Linked DNA regions of Mus musculus: regions 1 and 3 are each linked to region 2. The links are chromatin contacts, called in public ChIA-PET and HiChIP or PLAC-seq maps. All regions are on one chromosome and are shown on one strand. Each heading gives the region's core, a stretch centred on a gene start, on an enhancer-like site or on the middle of the called end of the contact. The rest is flanking DNA. Distances are from core to core; before and after follow the strand shown. Region 1 overlaps Gm33655 (a long non-coding RNA gene). Region 2 holds the start of Stil (Scl/Tal1 interrupting locus). Region 3 overlaps Gm33655 (a long non-coding RNA gene).

Evidence for each region. ChIA-PET counts read pairs in DNA pulled down with a chosen protein or histone mark. HiChIP or PLAC-seq counts read pairs in DNA pulled down with a chosen protein or histone mark.
Region 1: an H3K4me3 HiChIP or PLAC-seq map of embryonic limb bud shows a contact between it and region 2, with 2.9 times the contacts expected there. The contact joins the enhancer-like site here to the promoter of Stil in region 2. A contact is called at or near these places in 5 of 39 promoter capture datasets (the C10 cell line, the HPC-7 cell line, cranial neural crest and 2 more), 1 of 484 Hi-C or Micro-C datasets (nephron progenitors) and 5 of 115 datasets of contacts at active chromatin or transcription factors (embryonic limb bud, embryonic stem cells and stem cell-derived neural progenitor cells).
Region 3: a contact with region 2 is called in an RNA polymerase II ChIA-PET map of memory CD8 T cells, with 18 read pairs. The contact joins the enhancer-like site here to the promoter of Stil in region 2. A contact is called at or near these places in 7 of 39 promoter capture datasets (the 3T3-L1 cell line, the C10 cell line, cranial neural crest and 4 more), 7 of 115 datasets of contacts at active chromatin or transcription factors (the SCID.adh cell line, bone marrow-derived macrophages, craniofacial prominence and 3 more) and 3 of 9 other capture datasets (adipose tissue, liver and pancreatic islet).

The regions. Positions count from the first base shown.
Region 1 is chr4:114,687,391-114,690,090 of GRCm38.p6, reverse strand. All of the region lies in intron 1 of Gm33655 (a long non-coding RNA gene), which reads left to right. Among named protein-coding and RNA genes, the nearest start is that of Gm12829, 8.4 kb to the right of the region's middle. Within about 2 kb of position 1,315, at least 35 of the 459 cell types and tissues checked have an H3K27ac peak or open chromatin away from gene starts, as enhancers often do. A contact at or near this core is called in embryonic limb bud and nephron progenitors, where this site is marked.
Region 2 is chr4:114,998,694-115,001,393 of GRCm38.p6, reverse strand. Stil (Scl/Tal1 interrupting locus) reads right to left here and starts at 1,276. Exons shown (of 17, transcript NM_009185.3): 1 at 1,047-1,276.
Region 3 is chr4:114,650,540-114,653,239 of GRCm38.p6, reverse strand. All of the region lies in intron 1 of Gm33655 (a long non-coding RNA gene), which reads left to right. Among named protein-coding and RNA genes, the nearest start is that of Gm12829, 28 kb to the left of the region's middle. Within about 2 kb of position 1,354, at least 87 of the 459 cell types and tissues checked have an H3K27ac peak or open chromatin away from gene starts, as enhancers often do. A contact at or near this core is called in the SCID.adh cell line, adipose tissue, bone marrow-derived macrophages and 2 more, where this site is marked.

The DNA.
Region 1 (2,700 bases), core at 66-2,565, 310 kb after region 2:
CTCTGCCCATCTGAGCTCTTCAGAGCAGCCTTGCCCTGCTCCTGTGGATGTCCCAGCTCCTGCCAAGGCCTGTCCTAGATGAATCTTGGGGTGGGCTGGGAACAACTGCATAGAATCCTGATGAGGAACTGGTCCCAGTTTTACACTCAAGGGAGTGGAGGAGAGATTTGGTCTGGGAGGAGCTTAACTAAATGGCCTTTAAGGCCTTCTCCAACTCCAGAATTCTTGGATTGAATCTCCAGCAGGGAAGAGGCAATGCTTTGGTTCCACAGCGCTTGTACTTACTCTATGTGGGTATATGTAGGACACTGCTCTTCACAGTGAGTGGCAGTATCATGATTGGCAGAGGAGATGCCAAGGCCTATGGAAGCCAGAGCAATGGGCCCTTGCCCATCGTGTTCCAGAAGATTCTTTCCGTGTTCCGGGCCCTATGCATTGGAAAACCACCTTCTGGTAGAACTCTGACGGGGTGGAGGTGTGTGAGAACTGTGCTTCTCCATCTATGACCTCAGGTAGTGGTATAGGCGACTGAGCGTTATTCTTAAAAATGCTTGTATTACATTTATTGATTTGTATCTGTGTGTGCGTATGTTCATGGAATGCGTGCCATGGCACAAGTGTGTGGGTCAGAGAACCAATGATTTTCAAAAGCTGGTTCTCTCCTCCTCCTTTGTGAGTCCTGGGGATCAAACACAGGTTGTCAGGCTTAGTGACAAATGCTTTTATCAGCTGAGCTATCTCTCTCTGGTGCCATGACTGAGTTTTAAATGTAATCGAAAGACACATTGGGCAGAATACTGGGTGTTCAGATCCGGTGCATCCTGTATCCCGTATCCTGTATCCACAGCAGAAGATTATGTAGGCCAGGGTTGCATTAGGCGCTTTCTTTTCTTACCATGTAGTTCCACAATCTCACAGGGAGGGGGCGCTCCAAGGCTGGCCAGGTAAGCTTACTGTGTGACTTTTGATAAATCTCTCCACTTCTCTGGGCTAGTTCATCAATAAAAAGAGAGGACAGACTATTAGGCTTTAAAAAGAAGTAAAGACAGAATCTAGGACCTGGATTTTCTTGAAGGAGGGGAAAGGAAGTCTTCACTCATTGTTCCCCTTGTCCTTCGTTCCCTTGGTTGACCCCAACCTTCCACCACCCAGAGCACAGCTCCCAGCGACCTGAAGAACTTTTGTATTTACCGCTTAGCACTTGCTGTACGCGGCTCCGGCCTTCTTTAGAAGCCTTTTCTTTACGAGTTTATTTTGGCTTGTGCTGAGCATTCATAAAATTCCTAGGGAACTGGAGGTTCAAAAGTCGGGCTTGTGGAAGGAGTAGGTGGGAGGGGGTGGGAACAGCAGAGAGGGGCGAGGCAGGGCCAGCCCTGGGAAGCTGGAGGAAGAGGCAGTTTTCCATTCTCCACTCGGGCCCCGCTGGCCGCTTGTGAGTCTTGGGTCTTCTGGGTCGTGAAAGGGGAGAAGGGGTGAAGGAGAGAGAGGTGTGGGGGAGCTTGTGGGAGGAACTGTGGGCCTGGGAGGGCTGGGATCTTCCCACCCACAGCAGAGCAGTTTCTGATAGGAGTCCCGCTGGCTTGTCCTGGGTTTTCTTGTCATTCATCTCCTCCTTGGACAGGGGCTCCTCTGCAGGTTGGAGGCAAGGATGAACGCCTGAGCCTAGGGCATATGAAACAAATTAGGTCTCCGTTACAGCCACCCAGAGGCGGGTGATGGATGGGGCCTGTGCTCTCAGCAAAGCTAATTGGCAACACACAGAGACATCCAAGAAAGTATATTATTTTGCCAGACTTTGGAGTCACTGGTCGCCGCGCCCCCCGCCCGTTATTTTTCTTTTTTTCTTTTTATTGTTAGAACATTATACAGCCAGAGATGAAAAGCACGGTGAAAGTTTTCAATCTAATAAAAAGCATTGACTGCAGAGCAAAAATAACGCACACAGAAGAGTTTGTTTTGGATCTAGGTTTTACTAATGTCCCCTCATTACAAAATGGTTCCAGTTACAAAACAATTCAGAGACTGCCACATTAATAAACAGCTTGTCTTTCTGAAGGGTCAGGGAGTGCATGGGCGCGTGCACACGCGTACACACACACACACACACACACAGGTGCATGAATGCCCACATGATCAGTGATTCCAGAAGAAGGAGCTTGGTACAAATTGCAAATTGCACTTACACCTTGGTAAAGAAGAAAAGCCTCCAGACTGAGATGGGGCAAAGCACCTGAAGTTTATTCAGGCTCACCTGATCCAAGAATTCTAAATAATGTGCGAACTGTAGCCAGCTGGAATCCACATGGTATTCTAGATCTCACTTTCCTTAAGTTTTTTTTTGTTGTTGTTGATGTTTTGGTTTGGTTTGGTTTTTTGTTTGTTTGTTTGTTTGTTTGTTTTTGGTTTCAGTGTCCTCTGAGGATCTCAGGATTTCTCTAGTAAATCCTGGGCACTTATTATTTGTTCTCAAGTATTCTTCTCTTTTTTTTTTCTGTAGGAAATAGTTACTAGATCTAATATTGATCAGCAATGGAAAGATTCCAAACCGGAGTTAGAACCCGACAAGCTGGGAGCTGTGCTTTGCACATCCCTGTAAAAGAGTAACTAGTCATAGGATCCACTGGGGCATTTGCAAGACAGCCAAATGAGCGCATCGTAGGGTGGGCAGGTGGTGATGATGTTTCTGATCAGTGGCTTCTA
Region 2 (2,700 bases), core at 27-2,526:
AAAACTTATCCCAGAGATATGAAACTTCTTGAAATACAGGCTTGTTTTTCTTGTTTGTTTGTTTGCTTGTTTTAAAAGAAGCCTTTCTTTAGCAGTTGACTGCCATGGTATCAGTAATCACACTGATAACTCTACCCCCACAAAGTATAAGTTTTCCTCACCAACAGGAATGACTTAAGTGCCTGTCTCTCCTTTCATGCATTAGGTCTTTCTCATCTGAAAGCCACCAAATGAGATTTGATAACTAGCTCATCTTGATAGTATTACTTATAAAGCTAATGGAGCCAAAGCTGTACAAACCTGTACCTAACAAAAATAGTCTGCTCAGGGAATGTCTTCATTGTGCAGCAAATGAGGACCATCAAGTCACCCTCACCTCTTCTCCCTCTTACCCATAGAAAGTTCTTTCTGGCCTCCCACCTTAGCTGTCCTCCTCAGCCCAGCCAGATTTACTGACAAGTCCCTCCAGTGCAGACACAAATGGGTTTATGTACAAGTTTTTCCCCTGACTAGAAAGTCAATAGCTTTTCTTCATATATAAAATAAAAACCCTTCATATTAAGGTCCTACCCAATTACTGCAACCATAACCCCGGTCACTCATCCTCCAGTCCTAACTCGACTATCAGCAGTCGATAGGACTACACAGGCTGTCCTCCCCTTCCTTTGGAATTTCCTACTAAATCCTATCATCCAACCCCCAACACGAATGTGCAATCTCTCAGGGTGACATCACTGTCTTTGTGTTCAGACACTGTACGTCCACGCCTCACTTTTGACATAGGTCTACTTCCTGTAGACCACGGACTATAAACACGTAATAGATTCCTTACACAGTCTGGGTCAGATAGAAAGAATGCAAAAAAGCAAGGATCAGGGTTTCAGTCTCCAAGAAATTTCTACAGTGAAGTCAATCTGAGGCACGTCACAATGTAAACTTCTTTCCCATTTTTTAGCAGTGAGGTCCGCCTTCTTTCTCCCCTGGCGGCCCTGTGGTCATCGGTTCCACCGCGCTAACTCCGACCTTACAGGCCGCTTGTTACTCACCGTGCTTCCCGGGCCCGTAGGGCGCCTCGGGGAATCAGGAGCTCAAAGATCCACCGTCGCTGTTGTCACGGCCGCCGCCAAGCTAGGGTTTGGTTGTTGGGCCCGTTTGTTGGGCACGCAGAGTCAGGATCCAGGTAGCGTCTCAGATGACTGCGGCCCCGCCTCTGGGACGTTGGGGTCGCGGGAACCGAGGCGGCAAGCGCTCGCTGGAGGGAACCAAAGGGCGCGCCGCGCCTGCTGATTGGCCAGAAGCCCGGCCAGTCCCGCTGCAGGGGCGGTACCACGGTCGTCACGCAACGTCTCAACTGCAGACTGCTGTGACGACCAATCGGAGCCCAGCCTGGGATTAGCGCTCGCCCTATCCCAAGGTTCTTTAAAGAACCGAGGGCGCCATCGCAGCTCTGTGTCACTACTCAGAGGATTTAAACCTTCATTTGGTCAACGGTTAAGTTCCGGTTTGGCTGGCATTGGCCAAACGCATGCGCAGTTAAAAAAAGAAATCCCGGCTGGTTTGCTGGAAGTGCTTCCTGCACAGATTGTGGTCTGACTGCTGGGATCCACTTAGCCAAGCTTGGTTCTCCCCTGTAATTCCTGCGCTCTTCCGAGGCAGGTGCTGAGACAGGAGGCTCGCCACGAGTTAGAGACAAGCTGGAATTATTTAGAGACCCTGTCTCAAAAGACTAGAGTCGAGTGTGGTGGTGCGCCGCCTTAGTCCCAGCTTTGAAGAGGTGGGTGGAGGCAGAGAGGTCTTCTAAGCTACGAAGCAAATCAAAGACCAACTTGGTCTGCATGAGACCCTGTCTCAGGAGAAAAAAAGTTTTCAAGCCCTTAGATGATCAGAGATAGAGGAGGTTAAATTTGCTTTAAGTTGTTTCTAAAATATGATCGATCTTACCAATTTTGGGAAATTCCTTCTCGTTGAACAGAAAATACTGGTGGCTATTTATACTTATTTCCAGTGCTGATATTGGGGACAGTTGTGGTGTGTGATTTATGTGTGCGTGCTGCCAGAGGTCCATGTTGGAGATCTTTGAGATGATCAGGCATTCGTTGTAATTAAAACAAAACAAGAAAAGACTTAAATTAAAAAGGAAGCACGTCTATAGTGTTAGGGGAAGGTAGCAAACGTGTTCTTAGGATTAGTTCATGTTACATTAAACTTTGTGTATTTTTTAAAAGGCAGGTAAAAATCTAAATACATAAAAGACTTTAAATTAATAATGTATCAATGTTGGGTTAATAGAAACAAATGTACATACTTATATAAGATGTTAAAAAAAAAAAGAGGAAAGTGCGTGGGAGGTGTGCTTCATTTATTTTCTGTATATCTGAGACTGTTCTGGGAGGCTAGTATGCAGCTAAGTAGTAGTGTAGGACCCCAGCATGTGCAGGGTCCTGGGTTGAGTGACTAGCACCACACACTAAGTAAATACTTTTAACAGGTAAAATCTGGGGCTGTAGAGATAGCTCAGTGGTTAAGAGCACTTGCTGATCTTGCAGATCATCTTGGTTGCCGGCATCCTGGTTAGATAGATCACAGTTGTCTTCTGGCCTCCTTGGGCACACCCATCCCTGGCTGCCACACATGCATAGCCCATAAATAAATCTTAAAAGGTTATGAAACCCAGTGCTTGTGGTAGTGCACACCGTTAAT
Region 3 (2,700 bases), core at 105-2,604, 350 kb after region 2:
AGTGCTAAGATCAAAGGCATACACCACCATACCTGACTTCATATAGACCTGTAAAAATAGCTCATTTTGTCCCACAGGGCAGGCAGAGAGGCAACACCAATAGCAATAGTGAAACGACAGTGAAATCAGTGCTCCAAATCTCCACATTAGAGAGAACCCTGTGTGTTTCTCAGGTCTGTTTCCTGTCCAGCTTCAACTGCTTACACATCTTAGCCTGTCATCTGTGAGCGATTTGCAGCTGAAACAGACTTTCTTCTTTTGTTCTGAAGTTCGACTACCACATGTAAGTCAGGACTCCACCACTTTCCTTTACATTATCATACCCATTGTGTGGGTGGGTGTCACCAAAGAACATGTGTGGAGGTCAGAGGACAATCTGTGAATCAGCTTTCTCTTTCTACCATTTGAGTCCTGGGGATTGAACTCAAATCTTCAAGTTTGGCAGCAAACCTCTTTACACACTTAATCATATTGCCGGCCCAGCCCCACCATTAAATTACTTTGAAAACGCTACTTAATTTCTTGGTCTCTGTTTCTAGATCTGATAATTGGAATTATAACAGTTCCTACTTCTTGGCAGCAGAAACAGGAAGCAGCAGGCTGACCACATCTCATTTGCATACAGGAAGCAGCAAAGACAGAGCAGGAAGTAGGGCAAGGCTAGAAACAAGTGGTTTTCAAACTTTTCTAACGCTGTGACCCTTTAATACAGTTTCTCATGTAAACACCTCTTCCCCGTGATAAAATTATTTTATTGCTACATCATAACTATAATTTTGCTACTGCTACAAATTTTAATGCAAATATTTGATATGCAGGATAAACTCTCAAAATCCTCCCAAAAGTGATGTTGTTCTTCTAGCAAGGTTTCATCCTTTAAAGGTTCCACTTCCCCAAACAGCACTACCAACTGGGGAATCAAGTGTTCAAATATATGTACCCATGGGGGACATTTCTCATTCAAACCACCAGTGCCTGTTATAGTAAAGGAAGGTAATAGGTTAAAAAAGAAAGATAGGAAGAAAAGAGAAAAACTTCAGATGACAAACTTAGTGAATCTTTCACATCAATCCACCTCTATCTTCCATGTTTGCTTTCCCATTTCTATCACATTGTTGCTTCTTTCATGAATGTTCTAGAAAGAATTGTGACCTCAGTCATTCAACAGATATTTACAGAACACTTCTGGATGCTAGGTGTGACCAGATGCAGAGACTGCTTACACAAAGAGGAACTCTGGGTTCAGCTAGTATTGAATCATGGGCCCTTCCATCTTCTCGCAAGGAGACTCCCTCCCAGGAGCCAGGAGGACCTGTGCTTGCTGGCAGGCAGAACAGATGCTATGGGCTTGAAACACTGGGATGTCCACTTTGCTCTGCTCTCGCTGCAGCCAGGCATGCTGAGCCTTGGTCACATTAGAGTCCTGGCTCTGCCAGTTTGGAGCCAGGCCACTTGTTCTTGGATAGACTCCCTTAATCTTATAAACCCTGGCTTCCTTACAAGTAAAACTAGGGTATAATGCCTGCCCTGCTTCAATGCCCGAGTTTCTGTGAGAGGAGATACTGGCGATACAAGGGAGACAAGAGCCCATGCCTCCCCTCCTCACCATCTGAGGGAAGGAAGCAAACACGCCAAGCTGTGTACTTTCATTCTCTACATGATTCTCCCACTCAGGATGCCTTTCTTCAGGCAAATTGTAACCCATACAGTTTGGTGAGAAAAGCTCCCTAAGTTCCCTAGGTCCCTATAGGTGTGGTGGGGAGCAGGACTCCTGGTCAGTCCTGGACTGTGACTTAACTCTCTCTTTCCAGGCTGGAGAGAATCCATCGTGGACCTCAGGCTGTTAGAGCTGAGCTTGGGCCAGGGATGTGCAGTGGGTCTTGGTTGGAAGATATGTGTAACCCCCCCTCCACTCCCACACATAAGACATCCAGGCATAGAGCTCATGGGAACTGCTGCAGGGCAGGGCTGGAGTTTCACTTTTGGCCTAGCTTAGATGGAGAGTGACAGGGCTGGGGGCTGCCTGACAGTTCAAAGAAGATATGTGACTCGGAGGTCAAAGTTCAGCAGAGAAGTCATTCTCTAGCCTCCTCAACTGGGAAAAATGTGTTCAAGCTGTTGCCCCTCCTGAGGTCTGCCCTGTCTTTCTGTTCCCTCCCCTGGCTCCTCGCACTTTTGGGTGGGGGCGGGGTTCTTCTGGGTCTCACTCACATGGCCTGGATCCATCCATCTTTATGCAAGAAGTTCCTGGGCTCTCGTCGCACTGAGCCTTCCTGAAGGTCAGGCTCTGGTGAAGCTGAGGTGGATAAGTTCACAGACTGGATGGAAGAAAGAGACAGAGCAGACCCTGTTGATCCAGCTGGATCTAAGCTCAGAGGATGAGAGCTTCTGTTTATCTAGTGTTCCTTATGAGCCACAGGTTGTGATGCATCACGTCACTGGACCAGCACCGTATATACGAAGCCAGTAGCTCCTATGCCATTTGGCAGCTAGAGAGCTATGAGTCACTCGGAGGGTATCTGCCTACAAGAAGCTGGTCTGGAAGCTCCAAGGCCTTATCCATTCTACCATGTGCCTTTCTCCAGAGTGGGGAGAGCTGCTCCACGAAGCTTGGAGCAGTGAGGGGTGTGTGTGGCTAGTGGTCCTCCTGGAGCACTTTGTCCTCGCTGGGCACCATGGAGCAGGCATGGGCTGGAGAGA